4 separate regions of the Mus musculus genome follow, and all the other regions are linked to region 3. A link is a contact called in public Hi-C, HiChIP or PLAC-seq and promoter capture Hi-C data. All regions are on one chromosome and are shown on one strand. The core of a region is the stretch at or near the end of the contact, and the rest is flanking DNA. Distances in the headings are between cores, read along the strand shown. Region 1 overlaps Cdk17 (cyclin-dependent kinase 17). Region 2 holds the start of Elk3 (ELK3, member of ETS oncogene family). Region 3 holds the start of Tmpo (thymopoietin). Region 4 holds the start of Hal (histidine ammonia lyase).

The links. Promoter capture Hi-C pulls out the DNA fragments that hold promoters and counts their contacts. A called contact is a pair of places that touch in the nucleus more often than the background predicts. HiChIP or PLAC-seq counts read pairs in DNA pulled down with a chosen protein or histone mark.
Region 1: an H3K27ac HiChIP or PLAC-seq map of epiblast stem cells shows a contact between it and region 3, with 9 times the contacts expected there. The contact joins the enhancer-like site here to the promoter of Tmpo in region 3. A contact is called at or near these places in 5 of 39 promoter capture datasets (hippocampal neurons, liver, pre-B cells and 1 more), 3 of 484 Hi-C or Micro-C datasets (CD8 T cells, large pre-B cells and reprogramming fibroblasts), 7 of 115 datasets of contacts at active chromatin or transcription factors (embryonic stem cells, epiblast stem cells, extraembryonic endoderm stem cells and 2 more) and 2 of 9 other capture datasets (adipose tissue and macrophages).
Region 2: a Hi-C map of B cells shows a contact between it and region 3, with 7 read pairs. The contact joins the promoter of Elk3 here to the promoter of Tmpo in region 3. A contact is called at or near these places in 6 of 39 promoter capture datasets (the 3T3-L1 cell line, the C10 cell line, embryonic stem cells and 3 more), 1 of 15 datasets of contacts at CTCF or cohesin (large pre-B cells), 1 of 484 Hi-C or Micro-C datasets (B cells), 11 of 115 datasets of contacts at active chromatin or transcription factors (T-cell acute lymphoblastic leukemia, astrocytes, cardiomyocytes and 5 more) and 2 of 9 other capture datasets (adipose tissue and liver).
Region 4: a promoter capture Hi-C map of embryonic stem cells shows a contact between it and region 3, with 5 times the contacts expected there. The contact joins the promoter of Hal here to the promoter of Tmpo in region 3. A contact is called at or near these places in 1 of 39 promoter capture datasets (embryonic stem cells), 2 of 115 datasets of contacts at active chromatin or transcription factors (embryonic forebrain and stem cell-derived neural progenitor cells) and 1 of 9 other capture datasets (adipose tissue).

The regions. Positions count from the first base shown.
Region 1 is chr10:93,186,566-93,189,962 of GRCm38.p6, reverse strand. The region is part of intron 1 of Cdk17 (cyclin-dependent kinase 17); the gene reads right to left. Among named protein-coding and RNA genes, the nearest start is that of Mir1931, 25 kb to the right of the region's middle. Within about 2 kb of position 1,317, at least 79 of the 459 cell types and tissues checked have an H3K27ac peak or open chromatin away from gene starts, as enhancers often do. A contact at or near this core is called in CD8 T cells, embryonic stem cells, epiblast stem cells and 2 more, where this site is marked.
Region 2 is chr10:93,309,385-93,312,736 of GRCm38.p6, reverse strand. Elk3 (ELK3, member of ETS oncogene family) reads left to right here and starts at 1,578. Exons shown (of 5, transcript NM_013508.2): 1 at 1,578-1,985.
Region 3 is chr10:91,170,285-91,173,612 of GRCm38.p6, reverse strand. Tmpo (thymopoietin) reads left to right here and starts at 1,994. Exons shown (of 4, transcript NM_011605.3): 1 at 1,994-2,575. The coding sequence starts at 2,300.
Region 4 is chr10:93,487,171-93,490,142 of GRCm38.p6, reverse strand. It overlaps Hal (histidine ammonia lyase), which reads right to left and starts at 1,375. Exons shown (of 20, transcript NM_010401.4): 1 at 766-1,375; 2 at 209-269; 3 at 76-103. The coding sequence starts at 1,012.

The DNA.
Region 1 (3,397 bases), core at 68-2,567, 2.0 Mb before region 3:
GTTGTTACTGTAACAGTGGTTTGCTTTCTCCTTTCTGAAGAGTCCTGAGGTGTGGGCTCTTCTGAAGGATGCTATCTAAGACCTGTCTAAGTAACTGTTCTATTGCTGTGAGGAGACACCATGACCAAGGCAACTTATAAAGGAAAGCATTTAATTAGGGGCTTGCTTATAGTTTCAGAGGGTGAGTCCAGGACTATCATGGCAGAAAACATGGTGGCACTAGAGCAGTAGCTGAGAGCATATATCTGATCCACAAGCAGGAGACACAGAGAGACAAGAGACAGAGAGACAGAGAGACACAGAGAGGGAGAGGAAGAAGGAGAGGGAGAAGACAAACTGTGACTATGCCTGGGCTTAGCAGAAGCTTTTGAAACTTCAAAGCCCACTCTCAGTGACACACCTCCTCCAGTAACTCCACACTTCCTAATCTTTCCCAAACAGTACAACTAACTAGGGACCAAGCATCCAACTCTGTGCCTAGGAGGGCCATTCTCATTCAAAAACCACGACAAGGCTGCAGTATAAAAATGGGAAAGATATCAATTTCAACATATGGGTAAATCACAACACAGAAGGATAAATATTAAAAAAAAAAAGCAAGGCAAGTTTACTTCTACAAAGAATCTTGACTCTTTAATAACTGAATCCATGAGTAGTGAAACAGATAAAATGCTAAGGATTCTAAAGTTCAGTTTAAAGACGACTCATAAATGAATCCATGAAGTAAACGTGAATATAAGTTTTAAGTGAGAAATCTAAACATGTGGATGAGAAATTCAACAATGAGGAAGATTCTGGAGGGACAATTATGAAATCCTTAAAACTAAAGTTCAATAAGTCAACCCAAAACTCTAATCAACCACCAAGACACTAGACCTCTTAGAAGAAAGAGTTCCAAGGATGGACAAAAGGCCAAGGAATTTTAACACTGAAGTATAAACAGGAAGAGGGAGAGGGTGGGACAGGGAAACAGAAGCAGAAGGAGATGGGGAAAGAGAGGGAGACAGTAAGCATTAAGAGAGAACAAGAAAGCAAGTGGTCAGAAATGGCCACTAAAGACCAAGACTCTCAGGACAGTACTAAGAGGCCCAACCTATGAATCAGTAGAGAGGGTCAGCGAGCTAGGACGCAGACTAGCGATGCAGTAAATCTAGTCAATGAAATTACATTGAAACAGATACAGAAAATGTCAGAAATTCCAGGAATGAAACAGATATCCGAATACAAAAGCATCCCCCATGTCTGACTATAGTTAAACCGCCAAGAGTATAGAACAAAGGAAGAATAAGAATGCTGAAAGCCACAAGGAAGGCGTGTCAGATGACTTGTAAAGGCAAACAATCAGGAGAACTGACTCAGCAGACATCCCTAAGGCCAGGAGAGCGTGGGCCATGCCATGAAACAAAACCATCACCCAAGGTTACCGTAGCAAACAGAGCCAACCTTTAAAATCAAACAGACCTTCTCTGAGAGTAAAGCAATTCCCAGTCACCACGCCAGCCCTGGGGAGAGCTCAGGACGTAACAAACTGTACTGGGAGAATTGATGAATTCGGGGGGGGGGGGGGGGGGGGGATCAAGAACTGTTAGTAAAGTAAGCCAGCCCAGTGTTAAGGTGAAGAACAAAGAAATTAGTACACTTTGTCTAACAATTCTAACTATAAATGGTCTTTAAAAGTCTAACTCTCCAATTAAAAGATTAAAAAAACAAAAACAAACAACAACAGCAGCAGCTAACTGAATTACAAACAAGAGCCTTTGATGTCTGGGGGAAAAAAAACCTCAGCCTATGGCAAAGATACTAAGACTGAAAGTGATCAGAGAGGAAATGTTTGCAGTAAATGAAAACTTAGAAGTAAGCCCAAGTAACTATACTACCATCCAACTAGGCCAAGTTCAAAGCCAACTAAGTCAGAAGATACAAAGGTCACTCTATATCAATGAAAGGAATACTCCACTAAAAAGACACAATGACTGCAAATACAGATGCACTGAGTATTAGCGTACCCAACTCCATAAAGTGAAATTACTGGACAGACAGAGGGACACAGGTCCAGGTACGGTCATGTAGGTGACCTCAATAGTTCACTCTCCTCAAAAGACAGATCAAGCCGGAGTGAAAAAAAATGGCAAAAGAAAAAATAAATAAATAAATAAATAAATAAATAAATAAATAAATAAATAAATCTCAGTTAAACTATACCACACACAGAGCACCTGTGGAATACACCACTCAAAAGCTGAAGCGTACACATTCTTCCCAGGAGCCCATGGAACTTTCTCCAAAATAGATCGTATCTTAGGCTATAACACAAGTCTTACTATAAAGGAACTGTAGTGCTTTCTTGCCATCAGACCGTAAGGGAAGGAGAACAGAGATCAGTAAGAAAGTAGAAACTCTACAAGATCTTGAGAAAAGAACAGTAAGAGTGTCTGAGTGATCTGGAGGGTAATGACAAAATCAAGAGGGAAATTAAAATGCCCCAACAATCTAGGCCAGGCATGGTGGTGCACACCTTTAATCCCAGCCCTTAGGAGGCGGAGGCGGAGGCGGAGGCGGAGGCGGGCAGATCTCAGTGAGTTCAAGGCCAGCCTGTTTTACATAGTGAGTTCCAGGACAGCCAGGCCTATGCAGAGAAACTTTGTCTAAAAAAACCAAAATATGTTCATGAGTAAGGACTGGGAAGAGGGACAGGATGATCAAGGAACACTGTATTTGTGTATGAAAATGTCATCATGAAACCCATTATAGGTGTATAGAAATGGCTCAGCGTGTTCAAAAACAAGCAAACAAACAAACAAACTTGCTCTCAAGCCTGACATCCTGAATTAGAGACTCCGACCAGAGCAACCAGCCCCAAACTGTCCGCATACACTCACCACTCCAGCAAACTCTCCCAAACTCACAAAATAAACAAAATTTTTTCTAAAGAAATTTATTATTTTATACAATACACGTTAATAATTTTTAGCTTAAATTTAGAAGCTTTCAAAGTCATCCATTTTTCTTACAAGTACCTACAATTAAAAAAAATTCAAATATAATTTTAGGTAGAATACATCCTAAAGACTGTCAGGTCTGGCCTTTTATCAGTTTTCCTGGTGTAAGTCAAAGTGATAAAATATGATTTAAACAGCAAAGAGGTGAAGGAGTGAGCTTCTCCTCTTACAGTTTTTCTGTAGTCACTTAAAAAAAAGATCTCTATAGGAGTGCTAGATGTTAGTACTATCAATGAAATAACGGCTATTCCCTTTTCAGTGTATTCTGTAACAGGAAAGCAGCCACGTGGTATTACATCCCAGAATGTTTGAGACATTTATATATATTAATTCATTCGACCATTAATGGTTAACATTTTTAAAATTATCCTCATTTTATACATAAGACACTTACCAAG
Region 2 (3,352 bases), core at 329-2,828, 2.1 Mb before region 3:
GAGGTGGGATCATACAGCACGTAGCCCCTTCAGATTAGCTTCTCCCAAGTGGATACTTTCTAAAATAAAAAGCAACATGTATTCCTAAGTGTGGGAGCTTCCGAGTTGGATGATAAATCTAAATCCACACTCTGCATTCAGTTCACATGGACAGCTGGATCATATAGGGACACAGTCTGAGTTTTGCTGAGTGACTGGAGAAGCCAACTAGGGATTTTAAATGATAATCTCCAAAGTGGAAAATTAGCTGTGGAAAATCAGGGTTTGATAGACAGCCCCCTTTCCCATAATTCCTCCTTCTGTTTCACATCTTACCTTGGTCCCCCTCCCTCCTCTCCCCACCACCATTGTCTCTTCTCAGAGCACGGGCAAGCCTGGTCCTCAGTGTATAACCAGCAGGTTATACACATCAGTGATTAAGCAAAAATGCTGCCCTTGTTTAACAAGGTGTTCTGACAGGCACCTGCAGATGTGCGTGTGTGGGGTGGGTATTAACATCCCTGAATTCAATCTAGAACCTTTAATAGTAACCAGATACTCAGAAACAAGCAATCTTTCAGAGAGATAGCAAATGCTAATGGGGGGGGGGCAAGGAAATGTCAGAATGTTGTCCTGCTGACCTGGAGACTTGGCCATTGGTCTGGGATAAGTACGCTGTGGCTAGTTTGCAAAGCACCCCTTACTCTCAACGCGATTCTGTTATTGGGGCTTCCAATCACACCAGACACATTGAGGTGAGGGCTTAAGGGTTACAATTAGGGCTTTAATGAGCCATGTACTCTCATGCCAAACGTTCAAGATTGAAAACTACTGGTCAGAAAGCCCCAAAGGCAGGGGACTGGAAGGTTCTGGAAGGCTGGGGCTGGAGGAACTGTATACAGGGTTTGTTAATAAGAGACCCATTCCCTCCTGCATCCTCCGAGCAATGCCCAACTCTCCAATCAGATCCTGGCCATTGTCCTCAGGGGCGGGGAGTCCAGTCTTGAAACCACAGGGTACCCCTTCCCCTGTCTCAAGCCACCTGGAGCGCCTAAGCAGTGCCTGTCTAAAGCCACTTCACTCATCTCTTTTCTAAGACACAAGGCTCCTAGTTTGTGGCTCTTAAGAAAGTATTCCCAAAAGAGGATCCCAACTCTAAAACTGCCTCCAAATTATTACTATTAATATTAATTATAGTGCTGCTGTTAAATATGCCCCGACAGTAACTCTATCCGACAGCATCTTAGGAAGACTCCATCTCCCTTTGTGCACGCTTATGTTTTTCACCCTCATCTCCTCTGGTCCGCAATAAAAGCAGCCCGGTTCCCAGAGCATCCAAAGTCCTGAACCCCACTCGCCATCCCTCCTGTCCCTAAACTCTTCTTCTATGCCTATGGTAGAGAAAAGCTCGCTTAGGGACCTCCCTTTCGGGGCACCATTAGCAGGGCACGAACCCAGGGTGATGCCAAACTTAGGAACCCGAGGGCTCAGGAGCCGACGGAGCCCCCGCCGAGTGGAGAGACGGCGGCCTGGCCGGCGGGTCCCCAGGCTCCTCCCCTGGGGTGGCCGAGCAGGAAGCGGGGCGGGCACGGCGCGGGGGCGCGCGGGGCGTGCGGGCGGGCGCGGGGCCCGGCGCCGGGGGTATGCGCGGGTCTGGGCGGGCAGCCCCGGCGCACAGCCGCGGCCCGGGCGCACGGCGCGGGGCGGAAAAGCCTGTTTACACAGACTGCACACCGCCTGGGGAATAATGCAGTAAAGGAAGTGAGCAGGCTCGGCCTGACTGCTCCAACTTCCTGCTCTCACACACACCAGAGGAGGGGGGGGGGGGAGAAAAAAAAAAAGAGGAGCGAGAGAAAGAAAAAAAAAAGAGGGGGGAAAATCAGGATCTCATTACAAGAGCAACAGACCGTCTGCAGACGCCTGTCAGCATGGAAAGTCGGGGGCTTTCGCCCGGTTCCTCCTAGAAATCTCCCCAAGAAGACTCCCAAACGCTCCCCCACGTCTGGGTAGGTTGCAGGACTGTTTGCCTGTTGCTCCAGCGCTTGCAAAGTTTTCTTCGGGCTATTTTTTTTTTTTAATTTTTCCTCTTTTTTTTTTTTCTCCTTTCTCCTTCTTTCTTTTCTTTGGCTGGTGGGGGTGGGGTTGTGGGCGCTGTGGGGTGAGTTGTAGACTGCGTTGGGGGAGGATGGGGGTGCGTCCCCGCGGGGGAGGATGCTGTGCGTCGCCACCGCCACCGCCACCGGCGCCACCCCGGGAGCTCGTGCTCGGGCCTGGGGTCTGCACTGCGAAGCCCGGAGGAGACACCCTGAGTGCAAACTCCTGTATCCCTGCAGCGAGGCTCCGGGGCTCTGGGATTAGGGATAGTGGTCGAAGCGGGCTGCGTGGCTGGAGGCTGGATTGTCACTGACCTCCAGCCGGGGTTGCGGTCCGGATCCCTTCAGGATGGGCACCGAGGCGCGAGTGTTCGGATTCAGGGGAGAGCACAGGGGTGGAGAGGGAGCGGAGGACTTGGGCCATGGAGATGTGGGGCCCGGGGCTACGTCCACTCTCTCTGGGCAGGTGACCCCCGCCCAGGTCACCGCCCCAGGCGCACGCCCAGTCTAATGGACATTTAAAAGCCGGCCGAGTCGGCTAGTCCAGATTCGGATTGGGGAGATGGGCCAGGCAAGGGATGAACTTGAAACTCTCAGCTCTTTAACTTCCAACTGCCTGCTGGCCTGTAATGTTACTGGAACTTTTTTTTAAGGGGGGGGGGCTTGAAATTGGGAGGCGGGAGCTAAAAATATTAAATGGTCTCTGTTTTGTTACGACCGAATCATTCCGAGGATAAGCTGCAGTTACGCGGCGGGTGGGGGTGGAAGCAAGAAAGGCTATTTCAGAAACTGCAAAAGGGGCTTTTTAGAAGGAAAAAAAAAAAGAGTGTCGGGAGAGTTTCTGGCTTGTCTGGAAACGGCAAGACTAATTGCCGTGCGCTTCCGCTTTGAAACTGGCTGCAGACAGCATCTTGAAAATGACTCACTGAGGAGCTCACAAAGAAACTGCGGCTTGCTGCTGCTTCTCAGGTTTATGTATTTGTGCCTTTTACAGTTTCCTTTGTAGTGTTTGAGGGTCCCCCGCCCCTTCCCTGCCGGCCCCCTCCAGCCCTCCCCATCTCGAAAGCCCCTCGCCGTCCTATAACTCCCTGCAGTGCTCTGCCGGAGGTGGGGAGGGGGGGGCAGTTGGGGGGGGGGCGTATGGGGGGGGGAAGCCGAGTTGTTTTTGGAGTTGGCTGGGGAGAGGGTTAAAGGGATTCTGCTGCTGCAGGGGGAAAAATGTTCCTTGAATTTTCCACTGGCTGCTGCAGGAAGAGAGAGCCCTTTAGTCATTGCTAAGT
Region 3 (3,328 bases), core at 745-3,244:
GTGGCTATCCTAGAACTCATTATGTAGACCAGGCTATGGTCAAACTCAGAGATGGGCCTGTCTCTGCCTCACCCTCACGGGTGCTGGGCTCAAGACTTACAATGCTTTTTTGTTTTTGTTTTTGTTTTTGAAGACAGGGTTTCTCTGTGTAGCCCTGGCTGTCCTGGAACTCACTTTGTAGACCAGGCAGGCCTCGAACTCAGAAATCCACCTGCCTCTGCCTCCCGAGTGCTGGGATTAAAGGCTTGCGCCACCAAGCCCGGCTAATGTTGAGTTTTTAAAAGGGGGAATTAACACAATAAATTCCCTTTAGGAAAATAATCTATCATGAAAATAATGTTCTGCCAGGCAGTGGTGGCACACATTTTGGATCTCTGCACTCAGGAGGAGGTAGACAGAGCTGTGTTCGAGGCCAATCTGGTCTACATAGTGAACTCTAGGAGAGTCAGGACGACATAGAGAGACCCTGTCTTGAAAACACAAAAGAAAACCTATCTTCAGATTTATAGGTCCATTTTTACTGAGGGTTTTGCTTTTCAACGTCTTCCAATTTAACCATGTAGACATAGGTAAGCACAGTTTAAATATTTTTGTTCATATTTTTAATTTTGTTCATGCTTAAATTTAAGGCTTTTTTATAGAACATAATCTAGAGCTTAAGACACTGAGGGAATGATTAAGAGACTCTGAATCTGAGGTCAGCTGCTTCCTCTCACGAGCAGTGTCCTGAACCATTTCCTGTGTAGACATTCACATTGTTCAAAACCCTAGATACATTGAAACACTATACATGCTTTCATTCGCTTTTTATTTTTGTTTTTGTTTTTTTTTTTTTTTTGTTTTCGAGACAGGGTTTCTCTGTGTAGCCCTGGCTGTCCTGGAACTCACTCTGTAGACCAGGCTAGCCTCGAACTCAGAAATCCACCTGCCTCTGCCTCCCAAGTGGTGGGATTAAAGACGTGCGCCACCAACGCCCGGCTCATTAGCGTTTATTAACTACACATCTTATTGCGGACTTTTTACATAAATTTAACTCTGATCATGTTCGCCCATATATGTAATTTGTTAATAGGAAACATTTCTGGTCAGTATTGTGTTCCAGAAAACAGAACTGTGGCACATTTGAGACGCTAACTTGAATCAGCAGCATGAGTTTTACAGGGTTCCTGGCTCCCTCTAAAATTAAAAAATTAGTATGCACCACTACAGGCACATAAAGTTGAATACTAGAGACTTTCTAAATGTTGCGTTTCATCTTGTTCCATTACCAAACATTAGGTTTGATGAAGTTAGGGGAAATCCTTGGTGCTTGGGGTGGGGGTCTTAACCTAGACGGCTTAAAAATACAAAGAAGGCATTTGTTTTAAGCCCCAAGAACTATGGAAACCAAAGGGTTTGGTAAAAGAAGGCAAAGGGAGACTTAAAAATGCAATTTTGTAACAAACTAAAGCTGTATGGAAACCTTCAGCTGTGGAAGTCTGGCTTTCCCTAGATTCCAGACAAAAGAAGCGTTTGCGAACCGAGGGGATTTGACTTCCTGCGCATCCCGCACCACAGCCTGTCTGGTTTTCACGCTTCCCCTCCAGGGCCAGCACTCGGAGGGGGCAAGGCCAGTCGGCCGCCATTCTTCAGGGGGGCTCGGTGTCCCGGGAAGGAGCCAGGCCCGGGCAAAGGGTCCTCAAGAGAGCTGGCGCAGAACTCCGCCCGTCCGAAGGCGATCGAGGCCGGGACGAGGCTTCTCCGGTGCAGGGGGCCAGGAGAGAGGGAAACAGCGTGCAAACCCAGTACCGCCCATCCCTTATCAGCGTCCGAGGGGAAGGGCGGAGAGCCGAGGAAACAGCGGGCCCCGCGCCCGAGCTCCCGCCCGAGCGCCTTTTAAACTGCGTTTCTGCACCTCTCGCCCTGCGCCGCGGCGGCTGGAACCCGCGCGAGCCGCCCAGCCAATGGGTGGCGCGCTTCCTCCGGGCGCCCGCCAATGGCGGCGCGCGTTCTTGGGGCGTGCGCGAGCCAGGCTCCCCCCACCCCACCCCACGCACTAGCTTGTGTATGGGCTCGGCTCGCTGCGGGCTCCGGGTTCGGCTGCACTTGCTCCCCAGTCGTGCGCCAGGGGCTTTTTGTGGCGGGGGCCGGACCTGGGTTTTGTGTCCCGAGTTCTGTGCCGTGCCCGCGGCGCCGCTCCGGGGCAGGGATCTCCCGAGGCGGCGGGCGCAGCCCCCGGGACCAGCGAGCGAGCGCGCCGGCGTGAGCAGCGGCGGCGGCGACTGTGAGGGGCCGGGGAGGAGAGAAGGAGGGGGACGAGATGCCGGAGTTCCTAGAGGACCCTTCGGTCCTGACCAAAGACAAGTTGAAGAGCGAGTTGGTCGCCAACAACGTGACGCTCCCGGCCGGCGAGCAGCGCAAGGACGTGTACGTGCAGCTCTACCTGCAGCACCTCACGGCGCGCAACCGGCCGCCGCTCGCCGCGGGAGCCAACAGCAAAGGGCCGCCCGACTTCTCGAGCGACGAGGAGCGCGAGCCCACGCCGGTGCTCGGCTCCGGGGCCTCCGTGGGTCGCGGCCGCGGCGCCGTCGGCAGGGTAAGGCGAACCCCCCCGGGGCCGCGGAGACGGGCGTTTGGCGGCCGCGGCGCGTGCTCGGCGGCGGGGCTGGCCCCCTCGCGGGGTTCCCCGTGCCCGCGGCGGCGCCCCGATCGCGAGGCCGCCGGGGAAGGCGCGGAGAGGGGAGTCCTCGGTGCGAGCCGCCCCGGCTGTGCTGCTTGGCTGCTCGGGCCGGGTGCACGGTCCGGAGTGGGTGTAGACGCGGCCTTCCGAGCCGTTTTCTAAAGCCCGACAGGCTTGGCCCCCGGCGCGCGAGGTGAAGTTGTAGCGTTTTCCCGCTTTAGCGCCGAAGTGACTCGCAACAGTGTCAGAGCGCTCCCTGGAGGGCAGTTTGCGACATAGTCATTTCTGGCCTTTTTTTTTTTTTTTTTTAAATAAAGGCATTCCCGCCTTTTTATGTTGTTGACTTTTTTTTTTTTTTAAACAGATGGAGGGCTTTTTGAACCGTTTTGTTTCCTCGCGTGTCATATTCTTCCAGTCATCAGGCCCCGCCTTAAGTGGGTTTGCTGTACTGTAAACGGGACGTTTTAAGTACGTTGCATTTGGAAAAGTTTGTTCCCGTAGACATCCTGGAGAATCCCAGCTAGTGAGCGTTTTGTTTTATCGTTGTAAGATTTTTGCTGGAGGAAGTAAAGATCCGGAAGCAAAAAGAAAAGTTTATGACATACTGATGTATCAGTATTTGAATTTGAATGCCTCAGGCCAGTGAGATGTAAGATGCGTTCCTGCCGG
Region 4 (2,972 bases), core at 126-2,625, 2.3 Mb before region 3:
AAGTGGTAGGTGAAAGGAGGCATATTTCAGACATGACAGAGTTTTATATTCCCCACAAAAAGGAAAATAGCTTACTTTTTCAGGCTCCCGGTATTTGCTGTATCTAAAGCCAGGTAAAGGAGCAGACTAGCAATGTGGAACAGCCCCAGCCCCACCGTGTCAGGACCAGCCACCGCAGGGCTGACCAAAGGGGATGCACAAAGGATACAGGAAAACTCCTTCTGGCTGCGACGGAATGAAATCAGGAGACATCACATCACCTTCAATCACTGAAACAAGAAGGGGAGAGAGGGGCCTAGCAGGTCACAGGGTGTCACATCAGGGCAGGTGTCAGACCCAGGAATGACCCCTCCATGCACTGAGCTTGTGTTTCATAGCAACGGCTGCTGGACCGTGACATCCTACATTTTCACACGGTCTTAGCGTCTTTACACAGGAAAGCAAAAAGCAGAAAGGTAGCAGGGGGATGTACGTGGAAGATTGGTTCTAGCCTGCTTCTGTTTCTACTCTGGCAGTCCCTTACAGAAGGATTCTGTCATTGCAAGGGACTCTAACCTGCAGCCTTGGGTTCAAGTCCAGACTGTCACTGTGGCCTGCCTCTCTCCATCTATTGCAGGCTGGGGGCAGGGGGAGGTGGATGATAAAGCAAGGCTTGAGGCTCCCCCAGGGCAAGTACTCAAGTCTTTTTTTCTTGCCGTGTTCCCTGACACGGGGGTGACTTCCTCCAGGACATGCCAAGGCTCTGTTCCCCTGAGGGCCACTCACCCACTTCTACGAACTCATTGTCCTCTAAGGCCACCTCCAGCTCGTCCTCATTGTCCAGCAGGCCCAGGCCCTTGCACCGATGCACAAGGAATTGCACTTCATCCACCGAAGTGAAGCCACCATTGTCCGGTTTGTTCTTCATGTAGCGTCGCACAGCCTCACGGCCCAGCCAGCCAACAGTGAGCTTCCCATCCTGACAGGGCACCGCCAGCCATTCCCCACGCACGTGCACTGTGTACCTAGGCATGGCTCAGATGCTATAGCCCTTCTGAGCAGCAGGCCACTGTAACCAAGGGCTGGCTCCTTTCCTACAGTCCTCGACTGGGGAGAGCCTTTATCCTTTACCAGGGAGGGGAGTGTCTGCTGGGGTGTGGTTGGCAGTGAGACTGAGAGTGGACTTTCAGAACACACCCCTTCCCTTGCCTTTAGCCATTCACACTTTAAACAAATATTGATTGCGGTCTCTGGTGTTCCTTTGGCCTTTCTGGATGCTGAACTAGGTGCAGGAGACAGGGATATGGGTAGCTGAGCCCACTTTTAATGTAACCTTGTAGTTCTCTGACCCTGGAAGTCCTTCTGACCAGGGTTCCCCGTTCTCTCTCTCCCTTTCTGAGTCTGCCTTGAAAGCTGCTTATAAACACCATGTTCCCCTCTTTAGGGAATTACTCAATTGGTAAAACGCATCCTCTCGGTCAATTGTGACACCCAGAGTGTAGCAATCCCCATTCATTTATTTATTCCACAAACACGCGTTGAGCAACGCCTCCCTGCCAGTGCCCAGTGCTACCAAAGCCATTGCTCCATCAAAGAAAGCAGTTCTGAAAAGGTTGTGTTTAGACACATGAATCACCGTAGCTTGGAGGCCCTCAGCTCACTACCCTGGGGTGAGTGAGTGATCTTCCCGTTTCCTAAGCCAAAGGCAAATTCTCTAATGCCGTGATTCGCGGCATCTACCTGGGATAAATCCTGGCTGTGTGACTCGCAGTCATTTGAGTCCCCTGGGATTCAGCTTTACTCGTCTATGAAACGAATATCCCCACGGGCAGCTGGAAGGACAAAGTCAATTAGTGTGTGTCAACCCTGAGGTCCGTGCCTGCTGGATGGGGAGACTCCCAATTACTCTCACCAGGACTTGGACTTTAACACTCCACATGCCCTCAAGAGTGTGTGTGTGTGTGTGTGAATATTCCTTATCTTTGCCCCCTGGATATCCCTAGTTCAGCTAAGCTTCTTCCCTGCCCCAAACCGCTTCCCCTGCACCCCCCCCCACCTAATTTTGCCCCACCTGTGTTAAGGAACACTGATAGCCCAAGAGATTCAAAGAATTGTGTGCGCTTTAGTAGTATGTCAGTTCTGAGAAATTTGATTGAATAATCAGAAACCCTGACCTGCCTTCTACTTCATTAGAACAGTTGCTCTGTAGATAGACACCCAGATCCACATCCAGTGTCTTACCATCAGTCTATCGAAATGTATTCATCAGACAACCACACCCCGACTGTGCCCTGCAATTTGGCAACATCTCGATTTGCTATCAAGACAGAAGTTAGCTTCAGTTCAGTATTCCACCTCCAGGACATGGCCTTCCACCTTACTTAGCTCATCTCTGCCCACGGACCTGACCTCCGGTTAACCCTTTCTTCTCCTCCTGAACCCCACCGCTTAGGAAGCTATCCTAGTTGCTTATGTGGCTATGCTTAAACAGCTTCAAGGTCCTTGGGAAGCCAGAATCTATTATGTGTGTAATTTGGGATGAAACCCATACCCTGAGTCCTTACTCTGGACTGTCACCTGCTTACCCCAGCAGACTGATGTAACAAGTCCTATGACCGTGGGGGTGATGGCACCACCCTTTGACTCATGCCCCCCCCAGAGGGAACGCTCCAAGTCTTCCCTCTCTCCTCAACTTGCAGCTCATTCCCAGATACGGGCTTCATCTTTTACAACTCTGGGAAAACTGTGGCCCTCAGATGTGAACCACCTTCATTTATTCATTCATTCACCACCAAGTCCTGTCTGAATACCTGTTCAGATGTTGATGTCTGGAGATGAACAGATGCGCCAAGGCTGAGATGTCCCACTACCCCTCAGGTTGAAAGGTCACCCAAACTATCGGGTGCTCTTGCTGACATCCCAGGTAGACCCAGCTTTTGAGTGATTCCATGATATCAGTACCGGGCAATCAGTTCCTCCTAGCCATGTGAAGA